Linked DNA regions of Sus scrofa: region 1 is linked to region 2. A link is a contact called in public Hi-C data. All regions are on one chromosome and are shown on one strand. The core of a region is the stretch at or near the end of the contact, and the rest is flanking DNA. Distances in the headings are between cores, read along the strand shown.

Region 1 (5,824 bases), core at 1,654-4,153, 240 kb before region 2:
CATACATGGTGCAAGTTTAAGGTGTATGTCATGTTGAGAAGCCAGTTTAACTTTGCTGATTCAGAAACATCCCAACTTATGGGACCAAGGGTAGGTCTTTTATACTTTGTTTGTTTGCCTGTGCTGCCACATCCATGATCTGCACCAAACCTATTCTGAGAAAAACAGTTTGGGAAGGACTGCACCAGCTCGTTAGGTTGCAGCAGAGCCACACTCCCTGGACTCCAGCCGGGATCTGGCAAGTATGCAGTCATTGCTGTGCCTGAAGATAGAGCTGGTCTGCTCACCTCTGCAGGTAACTGAGGCAAGTTGCAGCCAGGCCAGCATTTAAAATTAGGCATATACACAGTGGAATACTACTCAGCCATAAAAAAGAACAAAACAGTGCCATCTGCAGCAACACGGATGGAACTAGAGATTCTCATACTAAGTGAAGTAAGTCAGAAAGAAAGACAAATACCATATAATATCACTTATAACTGGAATCTAATATCCAGCACAAATGAACATCTCCTCAGAAAAGAAAATCATGGACTTGGAGAAGAGACCTGTGGTTGCCTGATGGGAGGGGGAGGGAGTGGGAGGGATCGGGAGCTTGGGCTTATCAGACACAACCTAGAATAGATTTACAAGGAGATCCTGCTGAATAGCATTGAGAACTATGTCTAGATACTCATGTTGCAACAGAAGAAAGGGTGGGGGAAAAACTGTAATTGCAATGTATACATCTAAGGATAACCTGACCCCCTTGCTGTACAGTGGGAAAATAAAAAATAAAATAAAATAAAATAAAATTGGGCATATACACAGTGGAATACTACTCAGCCATAAAAAAGAACAAAACAGTGCCATTTGCAGCAACATGGATGGAACTAGAGATTCTCATACTAAGTGAAGTAAGTCAGAAAGAAAGACAAATATCATATAATATCACTTATATGTGGAATCTAATATACAACACTGATGAACCTATCTACAGAAAAGAACCTCATGGACATGGAGAACAGACTTAGGGTTGCCAAGGAGGAGGAGGGAATGGGATGGACTTGGAGTTTGGGTCAGTTTGCTGTATAGCAGAAATTGACAGAACACTGTAAATCGACTATAATAAAAATTTTTTTAAATAAAATAAAATTGGGCTCTATCATAAGGGCAGAAGCGACCTCAGTAAACACAAGGCCAGAAATTGAGTGGGACGAGAAAGTACTGGAATCAGGGATTGGAAGGTGGCAGGATGCTCTCTTTCCCAACCCTTCTCTTCTCCTTACCCCAGCTTCATTCCTTCCGCTGGGCTTCCTCTCCCTTGGCACTCCAGGCCACAGAGCAGGCAGAAGTTGCCCACGGCAAAGCCCACCTCTACCCCTTAGCACCAAAGGCAGGTTTAGCTCAGCCCACGCACCTGTAGTCAGGGGGAAGGGTCACATCTTATAAGGTGGCTGTTGGACCCCTTTCCCCTCGGAGAGGAAGATGGCTATATTTCCTGGCAACCACTTCACAAGAGACTCCCCCCCATGCTCTCTTATATCCTTTGCCCACTCAGGCTTCTAAGCCCTGGCCATGCCTTCGAAACACCTGGAAGCATTTAAAAAATATTTGTCTTGGGCTCCCCAGCGCAGATGCCAATTCAGTTGATACAGAGAGGGACGATGAAACCCACGTGTTGTAAAAGTGCCTTTGATTTTGCCAGTGTATTGCTCTAGAACTATCCATCTACTCTTGTGCCCCAGATATTTCTACCCTCTGGAGCTCTCAGTCTCTGGTTCCCCTTATCCTCTCACCTGGGTGCGCCTCTGGCGCTTCTCAACCTATTAAAATGTTTCTCATCTCTCAAGACTCAGTTTAAATGCCACCTCCTCCAGGAAGTTGTCCTGATTCTGCCTGCTTGCTGAACTCAATGAACTATTCTGTTGTTCTTCCATTGTGTCTGGCTATACTTCATTAGAAATTAATCTTTCTTTCCCACTAGATTATAAGCCACAGAAGACAAAAGACTATTTATTTTAAATAATGTTTTTCTGATTGTAAATAACATATAGTCATGTAAAATTTGGAAAATTCAGAAAACTAAAAAAAGAAGAAAATTTCCAATTCCCTAAATCAGAAATAGCTGCTTAAATTTGGGCGTGGAGTTCCCGCTGGTCTTTTTTAAAATGGGTCGTGTTCGTAAGTTTTTTCATATTTGGAGTGATATGTACTTTTTTTGGCTATGTCCATGGCATATGGAAGTTCCTGGGCCAGGGATCGAACCTGGGCCACAGCCGTGATCCAAGACACTGCAATGACAGCACCAGATCCTTAACCTGCCGCACCACAGGAGAACGCCAGGAGTCATATATAATTTTGTACCCTGCTTTTCTTCAGTTGACTTTAGACTGAAAACATTTTCCTATGTTACTGTTTCTTCAGAAGTGTTCTTTTATACGGATGTGTCACATCCCACTGCAAAACATACTCCAGTTTATTGACTCATTTCCCCATCTTTGGATGTTATCTTCCATTTTTATTCTTGCTCTTGAGACTGACAGAGCGTGCCGGACATTTTTCATTTGTCTCTGGCAGAGCCACCGTTCAGCCTGGGCCCATGTGGACTTTGTCAAGGGGCTCCCTTGCTTTTTGGCTTTGCTTGGACTCAGAATGGGAGGTGCGGGCAGGAGTCCAGAAGCTGGGAGGAGGGTGGGGGTGGGCCATTCATTCCCCTGGGGTGGCTGTCCTGAGGCCCTGCAGGCAGCCTCCCTCTCCTTGTTCTGCCCCACCCTCCTGCCCTACTTTGGGCCTATCCAACACCCTGCCGCACTTCCTAAGTAGTTTTTGTTTGTTTGTTTGTTTGTTTGCTTTGCTCTTTTGATTAAACTGTCCTCCAGTTACTCAGTTTGAGCGTGCTGTTTCCTGACCAGACCCTGACCGATACACATGGCAGTGGACATTCTGTACCTAAATCTTCAGCTGCCCTCAATTTCCCTCCTAGAGGTTCCAGAGAAATTCTTTAAAGTGGATCAACAGATGAAAACGGGCTTATGGCACTTAATTTATCTTGTCATATTGCTTTTCAAAAATCAATTATGCCAAATTACGGTCTTCCTAGTAGTGTTTGAGAATGCTGAAAATTGCCAGTTTAAATCTTCAAAATGTTGGTAAGCAAAAAGCAATTCATGCTTTAATTTGCATTTCATTGATTACAAGAGAGAAAGAATTTTTTCATGTATTGTAATTATTTTATGAATGACCATACTTAATTTCACCCACTGTCCCTCATAATATTTACTTACCTACCTACCTATAATAATCATAGCATAACCATAAGAGTTGCAATTAGTATTATCATTATCACCAACTTGGCAATCAGATGGATAGTTGAACTATAAGATAAGCCAGAGACTAAAGATATGTTAGAAAATGAAAAAAATTAATGGCATCTGTTAAATGAGAATGCTTAGGAACCACATGTATTTTCAGTCAATGGGGTAATAATTGTATTATAAAGATAGCAGCTAATAGTTATTGAATTCGTATTATTTGCCAGGTCCTGTGCTAAGTGATTGACATTTGTTATGTCATCAAACCCTTAACATAGGATCTGATTGATCAATATATTTAATAGCCATTGAACCATTGCTAGACATTCCTTTCTTTTTTTTTAATTGAAGAATAGTTGATTTACAATGTTAATTTCAGCTGTATAGCAAAATGATTCTATTATATATATATAATATAATTTTTCACATTCTTTTCCATTATGGTTTATCAGAGGATATTGAATTGAGTTCCCTGTGCTATACAGTAGGACCTTGTTTTTGTCCATTCAATATATAATAGTTTGGGGCACTCCCATAGTGGCTCAGTGGAAATGAATCTGACTAGTATCCATGAGGACACGGGTTCCATCCCTGGCCTCTCTCCGTGGGTCAGGGATCCAGCATTGCCATGAGCTGTGGTGTAGGTTGCAGGTGTGGTTTGGATCCCCTGTTGCTGTGGCTTTGGCATAGGCTGGCAGCTGTAGCTCTGATTCAACCCCTAGCCTGGGAACTTCCATGTGCCACAGGCCCTAAAAAGCAAAAATATGTATATAAATTTATATATATATATATATATATATATGTATGTATTATATATATATATAACATATACATAAAATAGTTTGCATCTGCTAATCCCAAACTGCCAGTCCTTCCCTCTCCCACTCTCTCTTCTCCTTGGCAGCCACAAGTTTGTTTTCTATGTCTGTGAGTCTGTTTCTGTTTTGTAGATATGTTCATTTGTATCATATTTTAGATTCTATATGCAAGTGATACGCGATCTCATTTTGACTTAATTCACTTAGTATGATAATCTCTGTGTCCATCCATGTTGCTGCAAATGGCATTATTTCGTTCTTTTTTATGGCTGAGTAGTATTCCATTGTATATATGTACCACATCTTGTTTATCCATTCGTCTATTGATACGGACATATAGGTTGTTTCCATGTCTTGGCTATTGTAAATAGTGCTGCTATGAACATTAGGGTGCATGTATCTTTTCAAATTAAAGTTTTCTCTGGGAGTTCCCATCATGGCACAGTGAAAAAGAATCTGAGAATCATGAGGTTGCAGGTTCGATCCCTGGCCTTGCTCAGTGGGTTAAGGATCCAGCATTGCTGTGAGCTCTGGTATAGGTCACAGATGTGGCTTGGATCCTGCATAGTTGTGGCTGTGGTGTAGGCTGGTGGCTGTAGCTCTGATTAGATCCCTATCCTGGGAAACTCCATGCTGTGGGTGCGACCCTAAAAAGCAAAAAAAAAAACAAAAACAAAAAGTTTTCTCCGGGTACATGCCCAGGATTGGGATTGCTGGATCATATGGTAGCTGTATTTTTAGTTTTTAAAGGAACCTCCATACTGTTCTCCATAGTGGCTGCACCAATTTACCTTCCAACAGTGTAGGCTTCCCTTTTCTCCACATCCTCTCCAGCATTAGTTATTTGTAGACTTTTTGATGATGGATGTTCTGACTGGTGTGAGATGACACCTCATTGCAGTTTTGATTTGTATTTCTCTAATATTTAGCCATGATGAGTATCTTTTCATGTGCCTGTTGGCAATATGTGCAAACCATTTCTGAAGTCCAACAACTCCACCCCAAGTTTTATTAGCACTAGAAACCCAATCTTTCTCTCTAAAATAGATTTTTTTCTAATAAGACATGAGCTCCAACGTGATGTGCCCTATTGATGCCGTAACATCCCTAACCTTTGGTTCCAAAGTTAAGCAAAAATGGAAATGTTGAAATTCCACTAGGCAGACAAACTGTTCTTGAGTATTCTCAATCCACTTTTATAAACCCTGGGGGTTTGTAAGTTTGCATCAACATCCAATAAATTTTGAACCTTTTGCTGCTTAAAGCTAAGTGTTTGAGATATAACTCTTGGAGAGAAGAGCTTTTTAGAAAACAACCACAAAAAGTGACTTCCAACTTCTTTTTACAAGTTCTATTTTAGAACACAGTGAAGAATTTCTAGTGCAAAATGTGGCCAGTTTTGAGGAAGCAAGTGTCTCCTGGGATAAGTCCTATTGCCAGGTGAGCCTGGTGCCACTGTCATTTTGACAGTGTCCTCCCGCTGAATTCTTACCTTCTACATAGAGCATTTCTCTGCCCAAATGTTCAGCCTTTATATTTTTCCAGTCTTAGAACACCAAGATCACTTTCCTTCAGCTCACTTTCTGCAGCTCCCTTCTTTTTCCATTTGGAGGGACAGTAGCAAGAACGCAGCCAGTTTTCTCTAGGGTTTGATCTGGTTGGGGGGGAGGGGAGGGGTAGTTTTGCAGAAGAACCAAATGCTATTTCTGAGCT
Region 2 (5,846 bases), core at 3,232-5,731:
CACTGAGACCAAAGGCAAAGCCCCCTAAACTCAAGGTGCCTAAGGAATGAGTGACCATCCCACCAGCAGAGTAGGAGCCTGCCTTCCTCTGAATCCCAAATAATAACAGCTTATGTTTATTGAAAACTGGCGACGGGTCAGGCACTGCTCTCAGCGCTGTCCCTGACAACCTAGGAAGCAGGTTTTATTATTATCCCACTTTGCAGATGAGAAAACTGAAAGAAAGCTCTCAAAGAACCTAACTCACACAGAGCCTAGACCAGAACCCACCTCACAGTCCTGCTTAAAAGGCAGTGCCTGGCTTGAGCCAAACGAGAATGCAGGCTCTCCTGGCAGCCGGGGTGAATCACACATGAACTGAGCCCAATTCGTGGTGAAGTGACAACAGCCAGCAAGGAAGCAAGGATTCTTTCTTTCTTTTTTTTTTTTTTTTTTAGAGCCACACCCGTGGCATATGGAAGTTCCCAGGCTAGGGGTCGAATGCAAGCTGCAGCTGCCAGCCTACACCTCAGTCACAGCCAAGCGGGATCTGAGCCTTGTCTGAGACCTACACTGCATCTCACGGCCACCCGGATCCTTAATCCACTGAGCGAAGTCAGAGATGGAACCCGCATACCCATGGATACTAGTAGGGTTCATTACCACTGAGCTACAATGGGGTCTCCAAGGATTCTAACTTGCACCTGTCGGCTGCCTTTGTGGCTTTCCCGCCACATGTCACACAAGGAGCTTGACAGAAGCGGGAGGGAAGAGACCATTAGGAAACACTAAGACGCAGAAGCAGCTCCCTTTTCTAAAACTGGCCACAGAGATGTAAGCTGCACCCTCAGTCACCTGGATGTGGCCCTCCCCCACCCTCCTCTTCCAGGGAAGGAGGGCACCTACCACAGTGGCCTCTTAGCACCCTCCTACTGGAAACCTCGGGCTGCCTCGCAATACCGCCAATGAAAGTGAGCAAAGTGGCGTTTTTTTTCCAGACACACATGAACGCCACACTCCAGCCGGTTTACAATTCTTTAGGTACTTGATTTACAACCCAGGGAGAAAAATGTGAAAATCTTGCAAATGCATTTTGCATCTAAAGCTTGCCTACTCTGCGGAGCTGATCACCTGGGACTCTCAGTGGTGGTGGTGGTGGTGGGGGGGTGTCTGGCGTCCCCCAGAAGTGTGGGAGTGACCCAAGGAGGCCACAGAACGCCAAGGAACTGCGGGGAGCCACCATCGAGGGTGGGAAACGGCTGCCCTCATCGTCCCTCCAACCTCAGTGCAGAGCGGCAATGGAGAGGCACCTGGCTGGGCTGGACTCCCCACAGCTGTCCGTGTCGTGGTAAGGAGGGGGGAGACCCAGAAAAGGAGGAGGCTGGGGCTTCAGGAGCCCTCCCTGCTGCCTCCTGCCTCCACAGAACTCTCCCTTCTCAGGACAGTGCTGGAGAAGTGCAGGCAGTGTGCTGTGCTGGGGTAGTGTGCACGCAGCTGTTCATTCACTCATTCATTCATTCATAAATTCTTACTGAGCACCTACTATACGCCGGCACCAGGCTACAGGCCAGGATGCAGCAGGGGAGGAAGGAGAAAGGGGTGCACAGACAAATCATCAAATCCACATGCTTTGAAGGCAACACAGGCCAGTAAGGATGTGGGAGTTTGGACTGTCAGGCAGGACTTGAAGGATGTAGCAAATTCAGAATTTAGCCCCTACTGCAACCCAGGGGAGAGTTTTAAGCAGGGAGAATGGTGACCTGGGATAAGAAGGCCACCAGGTCCTCAATGCTGGTACTTCTCACCAAAATGATAACACCAGCTCCGGTTTTCAAAAGTCTGCTCTGCACCGACTCGGGTGTTAGAAAGCCTAGTTCTCATGGTCATCGCGCTTGGTAAGATACTGGCAGCTGCACTGTCTAGATGAAAAAACAGAAGCTCAGCCCAGGATCCCGAGCCACAGGGGGACACAGGAACCCAAGCCTGTCTGATTCTACAGCCGGGGCTTCTTCCTCTGTTCCTCATTTACCTACTCCCTTGCATCGTTCTCAGGTTATTCCAGATGTATTCGCTACATACCCCAACTAAGTTCTTAGTACCTCAACAGTAAGATGTGTCATATTCTGCTCTGAAACGTCCCACTGTCCTGGGCACTTGAGGAAGCTCTTATTAAAGCCATCTGGTCTCTTGTCAGATGGAGGGAAAAGGGGTTGCCCATCCCAGTGGAGGTTGTGTCTTCAGTATGGGGATTCTTCAGGCGCGCGGGCAGAGCAGGGGGCAGGCACACAGGTGCCCAGGTGCTGGACAAGCAAAGCACAGCCCTTGGTCTCGCTGTTCTCCTGGAGCCACAGGGCTTGGGGATGCTCCGGGCCAGGAGACCAGGCTTTTCAAATCCATCCACCTAGAGGGAGGCCGCTTTCTAATTTGCACAAATGCACCTAGACTAGTGATGGCTCTCGCTGCAGTAATGTGTACCTACTATGTGCCAGGCCCAGGGCTAAAGGCTTGACTACATCTCATTGCCATACTGAATCCTCTCGACGACCCATAAAGCAAGAACTCCTAGGAGCCCCAGAGGAGGACACAAAGATTCAGAGGAGATTAGTGACTAGCCCGAGATCACATAGCTGTCACGGGGTGAGGTGGCACGAGGGCCCCAGCAGCCTGGTTCCAGGGCGCTCTCTCTTGAAGGTGGCACATAGGACAATGCTTTCCACTTCCACAAAATAGAGATCTGTGGCCCCTCAGGCTGGAATCAGGGGGGCCTGATAGGCACGGGTTTCTACCCCCCTCTCCACTTCCCAACCACCCCCCAAGTCTCAGGTGGTTTCTATAGCTATAACGAGATAAAACTCAGGTATCATATATTTCACTCATTTCAAATGCATTATTTGGCGAGGGGAGGGGTTAGCATATTCAAATTGTGTAACATTATCACAATCAATTTTAGACCATTCTCAGCACTCCACGAGGAAAACCCGACCCACAAGAAGCCACTTTTCCTTCCAACCCACCCCAGCCCGAGGCACGTGCCCTCTCGTTCATTTTCTGTCTCTGTGTATTTGCCTATATGGGATACTTCAGAGACGTGCTATCACCCAACATCTGATCTTTCGGCTTCCTTCACCAAGCACGTTCATCCACGTTGGAGCATCTATCAGTCCTGCATTCCTTCTTATTCCTGAACCACAGTCCGTAAATATCCCATCATCAAAATGATGGAGTGGGTCACAAACGCTATCCCATAAATCAAGTGAATGGACCACGCTTCGCTTCTCCATTCACCCACTGACGGGTCTCTAGGGTGCTTCTGCTGTGGGGCTCGTATGAAGAACGCGGCTGTGGACATTTGCGTGCAGGTTTTCCGGGTGGACACACGTCTGCGTTCCTCCTGGGGAGGCGGGGGAGGGGCAACGGCCCAGCCCTGGTTGAACATGCCGTTAAAAGTCTACCGAAGAGCCTCGAAGTCAACATCTGGCGGCTTCTGGACCGTTTCCAGAGAATTTTATCAATACGGCCAGACTCTGCTCACGGGTGGGTCATCTGGCCCAGCCCCTCCTCTGCCGGGGCCTGGGATCCTCTCAAGCCTGCGCTGCACTCTGCCGTCTGGGCCAGCGGGATGATAAACGCATTCTGCTTTAAAGCAGATACTTCACAAATCATAACTTACAGATGCTCCAGGACTTTCATGTGGGAAAGACAGATGAGACTTAGGCTGTCTGACTCCGGAGCCACTGAGGACAGGAAGCCCCGGCCAGGAAGGCTCTCTCTCCCCGTAAGGAGCACAAGAGCAAATGTAACAAAAAGGGAATTCATGCAGGGAAGGGTCTGCCTGGCTTTGCAGACTCGGCTACGGCTACGTAACCCGCCATTCATTTCCAGCCATTGTCTTCTCTTGCCCACAAATCAGGAAGCTCCTTGGGGTCGGGGGTGGTGACCTAGGGCCTCCACACCTCCTAAAACCATCCCTCGCTCAACGTATTCCCTTCTGTGCCATCCTACAAGGCTGTGCTCAGGACCTACTATGTGCCCAGCCCTCTGCTAGGTATAGATAGTAGGTTCACGAAGGTTATATGGGGCTTCCTTGCAGACAAGACACCTTGACTCAATCCTCATCTACTACGGCTTCCCAAGAGGAAGTGAGATCAGTCCTGGAGTAGAGTGGGTGCATTTCTGTCTGCAGGGAGGGAAGTGAACCAGCTGACCTCTCTCCAGGGCCCCATGGATTCCAGAACCTGAGGGTGCTGACGGAACAAAGAACTCAGTGTGTGTCCAGGTGGAACGCTCCCCAACCTGCTCCACTAAAACAGACTCATGGCCCAACAAGCAGACGCCTCTCCCCTGACAGCCTTCTTTCTGACCCTTATCTCCTCACGGCTCAACTCTTGTGAAAACCACCAGGCTGGCCTTCCTGCTCCAAGCCTGCACACCATACCAGACCATGGGCTCGGAGCCCCACTGGGAGCCGAGCCGGGCTCAGCCCAACTAGGGGGAGGGGTTGGGTCAAGATCTCTGCACTCACACTGCCTAAAAGCTGCCTCTGCTGCTGCGTGTGGCCGTGGCAGGTTAGTGACGCGCTCTGTACTCAGTCTCTTCACATGGAAGAGATGAGATGGTCACAGGCTTGTTATGAGCGTTAAATTAGTTAAATGGACCTAGCACGTTAGAAGCACTCAAGAAGAATTAGCTGCTGTTATTTATTACCATTCAATGCTATGACTTTTACCTCCATCCCAACTTCCAGCCTTGCCTCCCACCGCATCCCAGCATAACCCATTCTAAGAGATCTGGCCATTCGCTCGCTACCTGAAAGCCTCCAGAGTTCAGTCCTCAGAAACCCAAAGCGAGACTCATTTTTAACAGCCCTTGCCCTCCTTCCATCTCCTTCCCGAACAACAAGAAGCCCCCCACCCCCACCCCAGGAGAAGAGTCGCCCTGTGGCTGGCCTGGCGCATGAGCGAAATACCACACCCAAACCCAGAGGTCTCCCACTGTGTATCACAAAGAAGGTTCTCCATCTCTCTAGCAGCAGTGGGTCTCCAAAGACACAGATCTGTTTGACACCATCTGGCTGTTGGACCCCAGGCAAGTCGCTTAACCTCCCCAAGCATTGCTTTTCCCCATCTGTTAAACGGGTCTCATGAGCGTGCACACCTCTTAGGCTTGGGGTGTCAATGACATGAGAGGAAACCTCGGTAAAGTACTCAGCGCAGGACGACACGCCCCAAGCTCTCCAAAGCATCAGCTGGTAGTACTAACAGCAGCAGCAGCCATACAGGGAGGGGGTTTTCCTGTGCAGGATCAATTTGATGAACTGATCTTCCATGAGCTACGCTCCAACTTGAGAATCTCTGGAAGTAACTGATTCCTGCACAGAAGAGGTACCGAGCCTAGCAACTGCTCATATTGGCTCTTCTGTCAGACTGTACGTGGCTTGGGTCTTGTTCATGTGTCTGTCCCAGATCTTAACATGGTGAGAAGCATATGGCAGTTGGTAATAAATCTCAGTTGAACTGAGCAGAATTAGTTCAATATTTGTAAGTACATTTTTTCTTTGCTACTAGGTTATAAACTCTTTAAGAGTGAGGCTCATGTCTTGCTCTCATAAAGATTTATGAAATGAGTGATGGAAAAACACCAAACCAAAAATCAGGTTGTTTAGACTTACCAGCTGTGCAACCTCAGAGAAGTCACTTAACACTTCTGTGCCTCATTTTTCCCACCTCCGGGATGAGAAGTTTGAACCACATATCTACCAAGGTCCCTTACTCCCTGAAACTGGCTTTGGGCCTTAACTGCAATGTGGCATCTCAGCCACCATGCCTATGACAGCCACATGCCCTTGGCTCAGCAGCTTATGAATTTGC

The links. A called contact is a pair of places that touch in the nucleus more often than the background predicts.
Region 1: a Hi-C map of heart right ventricle shows a contact between it and region 2, with 3 times the contacts expected there. The contact joins two enhancer-like sites. A contact is called at or near these places in 1 of 5 promoter capture datasets (liver), 10 of 47 Hi-C or Micro-C datasets (embryonic fibroblasts, fetal heart ventricle, fetal skeletal muscle and 6 more) and 1 of 2 datasets of contacts at active chromatin or transcription factors (skeletal muscle).

Annotation. Positions count from the first base shown.
Region 1 is chr5:14,348,095-14,353,918 of Sscrofa11.1, reverse strand. The region is part of intron 2 of LOC106507478 (a long non-coding RNA gene); the gene reads left to right. Among named protein-coding and RNA genes, the nearest start is that of NUAK1, 260 kb to the right of the region's middle. Within about 2 kb of position 2,903, at least 5 of the 83 cell types and tissues checked have an H3K27ac peak or open chromatin away from gene starts, as enhancers often do.
Region 2 is chr5:14,105,961-14,111,806 of Sscrofa11.1, reverse strand. The region is part of intron 3 of NUAK1 (NUAK family SNF1-like kinase 1); the gene reads right to left. Among named protein-coding and RNA genes, the nearest start is that of NUAK1, 19 kb to the right of the region's middle. Within about 2 kb of position 4,481, at least 10 of the 83 cell types and tissues checked have an H3K27ac peak or open chromatin away from gene starts, as enhancers often do.